Regions from separate parts of the Mus musculus genome. Here region 1 is linked to region 2. A link is a contact called in public HiChIP or PLAC-seq data. All regions are on one chromosome and are shown on one strand. The core of a region is the stretch at or near the end of the contact, and the rest is flanking DNA. Distances in the headings are between cores, read along the strand shown. Region 1 has its middle 19 kb from the start of Gm20139. Region 2 has its middle 79 kb from the start of Perp.

Evidence for each region. HiChIP or PLAC-seq counts read pairs in DNA pulled down with a chosen protein or histone mark.
Region 1: a contact with region 2 is called in a BATF HiChIP or PLAC-seq map of CD8 T cells, with 5 read pairs. The contact joins two enhancer-like sites. A contact is called at or near these places in 16 of 484 Hi-C or Micro-C datasets (B cells, CD4 T cells, CD8 T cells and 11 more) and 3 of 115 datasets of contacts at active chromatin or transcription factors (CD8 T cells, Th17 cells and memory CD8 T cells).

The regions. Positions count from the first base shown.
Region 1 is chr10:19,120,913-19,124,371 of GRCm38.p6, reverse strand. No RefSeq gene overlaps it. Among named protein-coding and RNA genes, the nearest start is that of Gm20139, 19 kb to the left of the region's middle. Within about 2 kb of position 1,986, at least 75 of the 459 cell types and tissues checked have an H3K27ac peak or open chromatin away from gene starts, as enhancers often do. A contact at or near this core is called in CD8 T cells, Th17 cells and Th2 cells, where this site is marked.
Region 2 is chr10:18,922,285-18,925,971 of GRCm38.p6, reverse strand. No RefSeq gene overlaps it. Among named protein-coding and RNA genes, the nearest start is that of Perp, 79 kb to the right of the region's middle. Within about 2 kb of position 2,336, at least 15 of the 459 cell types and tissues checked have an H3K27ac peak or open chromatin away from gene starts, as enhancers often do. A contact at or near this core is called in CD8 T cells, Th17 cells and Th2 cells, where this site is marked.

The DNA of each region.
Region 1 (3,459 bases), core at 737-3,236, 200 kb before region 2:
TCCTCTCTGAAGAAGGAGAGAATGCATTTTTTACCCTGAAGTCTCACCTCAGCTTTCCTCTCATAACTTTACTTCCACTGATTCAGAGTTATGTGGAAGGGTAACGAATGGCCCCCTGGGAAACCAACTGTGTGCCTCTGCGCATGCTCTGTTCCTTGCCTGGCCCAAGAGGGCTGCTAAAGCATGAGCTAAATGGAAAACTGAAAACTCGGTGGCAAACAGCATGGAAGCTGATCTCAGACATGCTTGTGAGTAGTTTCTAAAGCAGAAGGTGAGGAGAAGGCAAACTTGTCCTATGGCCTGGCTGGCTTAGCTGTACGGCAATATACCCCATAGCGAGGCTTCGCACATTCGCTCTCCCTGTCCACATTTCCTGAAGTGTAAGAGTGGGATTTCATAGTTCCTGTAGCAATTCTCTTGGCAAACAAGGAAGATACTCTAAAGAGCTGCTGGTGCTCCGCCCTTTGCCTCGGAGACCAGGGAAACAATGGACCCCAGGAAACTGGAATTTCCCCAGGAATCTCAAGCTAGGAAAGGAAAAGGCTGGAGGCGCTTAGAGGGGGAGCTTGTCTCCTGGAAAGCAACTTCATACAGTTCTGACAACTTGTCAGACAATCTTGCAGTAAAGAGTGAAGCCTAGGCAGAGATGATGGGCAGAGCCATGCCTTGGGGGGGAGCTTTTTAAGATATATATATATATATATATATATATATATATATATATATGGAAAAGTGCTCTCTTCACACACACACACACACACACACACACACACACACACACACACACACATATGGAAAAGTGCTCTCTTGACCCTCAGATGGTCTGGCATATATTGGGTAAGGTAAACAAAAGTCAGATGTGTAAAGTCATCCACTATCAGTAGCGGTGATCCTATTGATTTTATTTTACCCTTTCTGAATCACAGTGCTCTATCATCTTTCGCCTTTCTAAAGTCCACGTGCTGGCCATGTAACCACTGAATCTTGACAGCATGGAGGAAAACTTTACCCTAATTTGGTTAGGTGTTTGTCAGGGACAGCACGCCAAGACCTGTGTGGTTTAGGATGGCGTTCTCATCGTCAAATTGCCTGACACCAGTGCCATTATGGTGTGTGGCATTACAGCCTCACAGTGAGTCCTGGAATAATTCTGGAACGTGAGAGCCCTACAGTCAGATCTTTTCCCTTCAGCTCAGGTAAGGAAGCGTCTGCTGCCTCTGGCACTGGAAGGCAGCATATAGGAGGCAACACTACCCCCAGGCTTACCACCTATGGATGTGTCAAAAGGCACAATGCGGTTGACAATGCCTGGCAGTGTGGGGATATGAGGGACAGCATCATCTACAAAGCATCTGGTTGGTTGTCTCATAAGGTCACTGATTCTATGCAAGAGAGCTCTATGTCATTGTCTTATGTTCTCCCAAAGGCTCCAGATACCTGCAAGTACCATCTCAACAACTGGAGATTTGACACCTGAATTTGGACAGGAGGGGAGAAGTCCACTCTTAGTAAACAACTTGGATCAACCAACAGGCAGAGATGCATGAGTGAGCATAGTCAGCCCTGTATCCCTGTGGTCACGTGGTTCCACAAAGTTGCCATGACAACTTTTATCAAGCTTGGTGCCACTAAAAAGAGAGATGGTGCATTTTAGAGTCTCTGGGGGTCTAAATAAGTTTTCCTTAACATTTTAAGTTCCTAACAAGTCATTTTTTTTAAAGGAGCTAACAGCAACAGGCATTTATCTCTACCACAGAAAGTAGTAAGTTATACAGGTCAGAGTTCAACACAATTCGGTATGTTTCTCCTAAGAGAAGCAGTTTATGGTCTCTGTGAAACAATTGTAATCACAACGCAGCTTCCACAGGGCTGAATCTGGGATTCATCTGGCAGAGTAGAGCTGAGCTTTGAGGTCCAGGAACTGCCAAAGGCAATGACGCACATTCAAAGAGAGGAAGCTGTTGTCTAACCAGAGCACATCCTCCTGGCATGCACAGCCGCTCTCCTCCCACTCCCACTCCCACTTTCATATTCTTGGTGCTTGGCTCACAACAGAGCCGTAGAAATGGCAGTGATGATGACAGATATTCTAGAGCATCAGATAAAAGTAGCATTTCCGAATCAGAGTTCTGATGTGGAGGCAGGTGCTCATAGACAGCTCCTGGTCTGGCGAAGAAAGACAGAAGTTAGGCCTCTTCTGCAGAACGAGTACCGAACCGGTGCAGCAGAGGCTACCGAGGAGCTGTAGGGTCTTTCTTTACCACTGATGGTCACAGTCACCAGCTCCTGAGGACTTCTTAGGAAAGTGAGTCCAGCACATATATTCCACATGGAGAACAAGCCAGCTACCTAATTCCAGGGTGACTGTGTGTGTGTGTGTGTGTGTGTGTGTGTGTGTGTGTGTAGGCTTATCTTATATTGTCATGTACTTGATAGGAAACCATTGGCCAGGTTAACAGCAATTAAGATGCATTTTAAAGATAATTGGCTGTTTGAATGGTGCAATGCCCATCGCTTCGCACTGTGAACGTCTGGAGGAATCTGTGTGAGCTGTGCCTGTTGTTGATCAGGTAGTGAAATATCATTGGACCCAGCCTTTTCAAAAGCTCCTATGAGGGAGGCACACTGCTGGTCTCTTAAAGAAAAAGGGGAATATTTCCAGTTCAGACTGCTTAGTGCCTTCCCAGTGAGATTATATTGAAATCTGTGCTTATCCCAGTCGTCCAAACTTGATGGAAGTTCAGACTGTTTGAGAGCATTATTTGTTTTCTGAAAGTGTACATTTCAGAATTTCTCTCTCTCTCTCTCTCTCTCTCTCTCTCTCTCTCTCTCTCTCTCTCTCTCTCCTTCCGTTATCTCAGTTTTAGTATTAGAAGGTAATTAAAAAGTTTGAAAAAATTAAAACAGTAAAAATGTTTTTCTTTTTCCTTTCTTATTCTTTTTGCTTGCTTTCTTGTTTGCTTGTTTTAATAAGGAAAAAAAAATAGAAGCCAGGTTCTACAGAAGTGAGCTAATGGTTATTCATGGCAAACTTTCTAAACTTATTCTTAAGCAAACATCTTGGGAATAAATTTTAAATGCAGTTGTCCCTATAGCACAATATGTGGTTTCACAAACAAGCAAAATCCCTAAATAAAGTAACAGACATTCTCCTGCTAGTTCGAAGTGAATACCGTATTCAGAAGAGAAACATACATAAAAATACTGTACTATTCAAACTCGCAAGGCAACAAACCTCTGTGCTAGAGGTTGTCTTAGCAGTAAGCAAGCTACCATCTTAACTCTTGTCCCCGTCTTCCAAGGGGCTCTGTCTCTGTGATAATTCCTGCTTCCAAAGTCTTCCACAGCTAAAAAGTGTAGTGTCCATGGTAGAGGAGGGGCTGCTGTAGAGGAGCCCATGTGTTCTGGGTGGATGATTGGGCCACAGAAACAAGTCATAGTTGTCGCCTCTCCACTGCA
Region 2 (3,687 bases), core at 1,087-3,586:
TCAAAAGTCCAGAGTAAGCCAAGACATCTATGTCGAACTCTGCCTGCATCGTTGCTCTGCTGTCCTAGCCCCTGTTGTTGCCAAGCATTTGAGGTCTACATATTAAATGCTGCAGGAGGGCAGTGCATGTAGCTTTGTGGAATGACAACTCATTCTGAGGTATCATCTAAAGAGTGAAACAGGTAGGGAAGTTAGGAGCCAGTTGTGAAATCTATAGCCAAATTTGCCTCAGTAACACACTTCTTCTTTCCTTTTTATTGATTTGGTGCATTATGCTACTTAATAATGCTATTTAAAGAAAAAATTCTTTTCAGGGTTCAGAGAGATGAGTATTATTTTCTCTATGTGTCCAATGCTGTCTCCCTACTCTGTTCTCTCCAGTCAAGGAAGAGCACTAACCATTGTATCTTTGTATCTCACAGATGTCTTCAGAGACAACAATCCAGTACTTGTGAGGTCCTGATCTCTCTCTCTCTCTCTCTCTCTCTCTCTCTCTCTCTCTCTCTCTCTCTCTCTCTCTGTGTGTGTGTGTGTGTGTGTGTGTGTGTGTGTGTGTGTGTGTGTGTGTGTGTGATATAGAGAGAGATGAGAGACAGAGAGTCAGAAAAAAAGAGGAGAGACAGAGACAGACAAAGACATATATAGAAAGAGACAGTTTAAGGAGGGATTGAAAAAGGAAGATGAATAGTACCGCTCCACCCCATTAAAGTTTATCTCTCTTACATGAACCTCACATATAGTAGTTGATGACATAGTTTATATGCATCACAGAAATTTGGTCCAATGAAAATAATGATAAATACAATGGGACAGGTGAATAGAAAAAAAATATCTAGAGAAATTTCTATATTTCTCACTTTGGCAACTAAATTGAAACTCTGCTGGTCTCTAACTTTTGTATTTAGAGTTCCCATGATACAGTTAAATGGTGATATTTTGAAGGAAGCTAGTTTTGGGTCAAAAGGGCAGGAGGTCAGAGCTCTTTGAGAAAAGGTAAACTTATAATGAAAGCTACATTTATAACTAAGGATTAGTCTGCCTAGGTAGAATACAGTGTAGAGAAAAGAACAAAAAGAGGCCCCTAGCAACAATAAACCACAAAAGAACAGGCCGACAGCATGAAAACCAGAGACACCACCAGCTAAGTACCCAATACAAGATGATTCCTTAGAAGGCAGCCATCATTATATGACTCAAATACAAAAGTCAAAACAGAATTCATCCAGCCAATGGGCTCCTTCATTCAACAGTCACTGAAACTTCTAACACTTGCAACAGAATATTGGGGATGTTGGAGACTTGGTAAATAGGAAACCACCTTGTCACTGAATATATTTTCCTGGGTAAGAAAAAAGAAAAGAAATTTGTCAGTTATGCTATAAAATATATTAAGTACAGGTGTTTTGAGCTGAAGGAAGTGTGTCTGAGACCTGAGTACAGAATTTTTAGTGAAGAATAAACTATAAGATTGCAAAATACACATTTAAGGAGATTGGCTCTGAATCCTAGGCTAAAAACTTCAGGTGGACACAGAATTCGATGAGGTACCTCTTTTAAAGACTAAAGAAAGAAATCAATTGCATTGGTTCAGGGAAGCAAGATTGGTGATCAACAAAAAAAAATTCACTTTTTGCAAGTTTTCCAGCAGGATAAGGACAGAGAGAATGGAGTGCTAGACTGGGGGTGGGAAATGAAATCCAAAGTTCTTCTGGACTAACTACCTCAGGTTTCTTGTCATAAAGAAGCACAAGATGGTCAGACAGGCAGATGGATGGATGGATGGATGGATGGATGGATGGGCAGATGGATGGATGGGTAGATGAATGGATGGATGGATGGATGGATGGATGGATGGGCAGAAGGATGGATGGATGGATGGATGGATGGATGGATGGATGGATGGATGGATGGGCAGAAGGATGGATGGATGGATGGATGGATGGATGGATGGTAAATGGGTGAATAGGTGGGTAGGTGGAAGTGTGAATGGGTTAAGTGGGTATAGGTGCAGATAATCTTTAGATTCAGAATTATGGATTTTTAAGTTTTAAAATCATCTCTTAGTAAATATATTTATTAATTTATGTTTCCCTCCATTCATACAAACAAACAGTGAGTAAAGGGATTCCCTTGAATGAGCAACCTCAGAGGCCTTTCAAAGAATCTGGTAGGCTTTGCTGGAAATATTTTAATCAGCAGTCTGATGCTTGAGAAATGGGTTTGTGGGGCTCTGCTGGGAAGTTCTTGATTGCCTGAGCCACAAGTTCCCAGGGGGAGAAGCATTCTCACCTCAGCTAGTGATCTGTGAAAGGTCACCTCAGCCTGAGGAAGCAAGACATCCTTTTTCTCCCCACATGCTTCCTTTGTAACACCAGCAAGCACTCAACCTACTACCCAGGCTGCTTCATCAAAACCTGTCCTTTGAAGGTCACCAGTGACATCTTTACTGTTAATTCAAATGGCCTTTCCTTCTAACATACTCTTACCTTCCCAATTGCCTGTTGTTTAGCAACATCATTTCAGGAACAGTTGACACAATTGACCCTGACTCCCCTTGGATTCCATGACACTGCTTGATTATGGTTTCTCTCGTGTTTGTGAGTAAAGGGTAGTCCCTAGAGAGTGGAAAAACTAAATTGACAGCATCACTCAGTAAAGGATGAGTTACTGTTGAGATGGCAGTTCCCCTAGTGGCCATCGGGCCTGGAAAATCTGAGCACCTGTTCTACTAAACTCCACCCACCACCTCCCCCAGCCCATCTCTATCACCTGTCTTTAATTCCTGGAAGTGTGCCCACTACATGCTTCATTTATTTCTTCTGGCTCCTGGGATCGGCCCTCTGATATCCCCATGGCTCACTCTTTTACCTTTGTATTGTCTGTTTGTATTACATTATTTTAGAGTATTCAAATCTACTATAAAAGATGAGAAAATAACAGGGTGGATGAATATCCTAAAACATGTCAAATGGAGGAAGTATGCCATAAGACATTTTAAAGGAAGAGTACACAAGATGTATGAGTTAAGAAACAGAACAAACTATGTTTGTTATCGAAAGGCTGGGGGGCAGGGGGCTCAGCAGGTAAAGTGTCTGCTGCATAAACGTGAGGAACCTGAGTTCAGATCCCCAATATCCAGATAAAAAGCCAGGTGTGAGGTCTGTAACCTCAGCTTTGTGTGGAGAAAAATAGGTGATGCCACAGGCTTGCTGGCCAAGCAGTCTAGCCATATCAGAGCTCCAGGATCAGTGACAAACCCTGCCTCAAAGAACAAATGGGAGAGTCATAGAGGAAGATGCTCAGCATCAATTTCTGGTCTCCACATGTACAGGTGAGCAGATTTGCACACATTCGTGCACACATGTACTATAAAGCAGTGGTCCTCAACCTTCCTAATGCTGCAACCTTTTAATACAGTTCTTCATGTTATGGTGACCTCAAACCATGAAATGATTTCATTGCTACAGTTTAACTGTAATTTTGCTACTGCTATGTATTGTAATGTAACTGCCTGATATGTACGATATCTAATATGCAACCCCCATAGGTTGAGAACAACTACAGAAAAATTGGGTTTAACCATATATATGATATATACATATATATGTGTGTGTGTATGTGAGTATTAAACATATCATATGTACATGTATATCAAACATATCATATATACATATATATCATTCATAT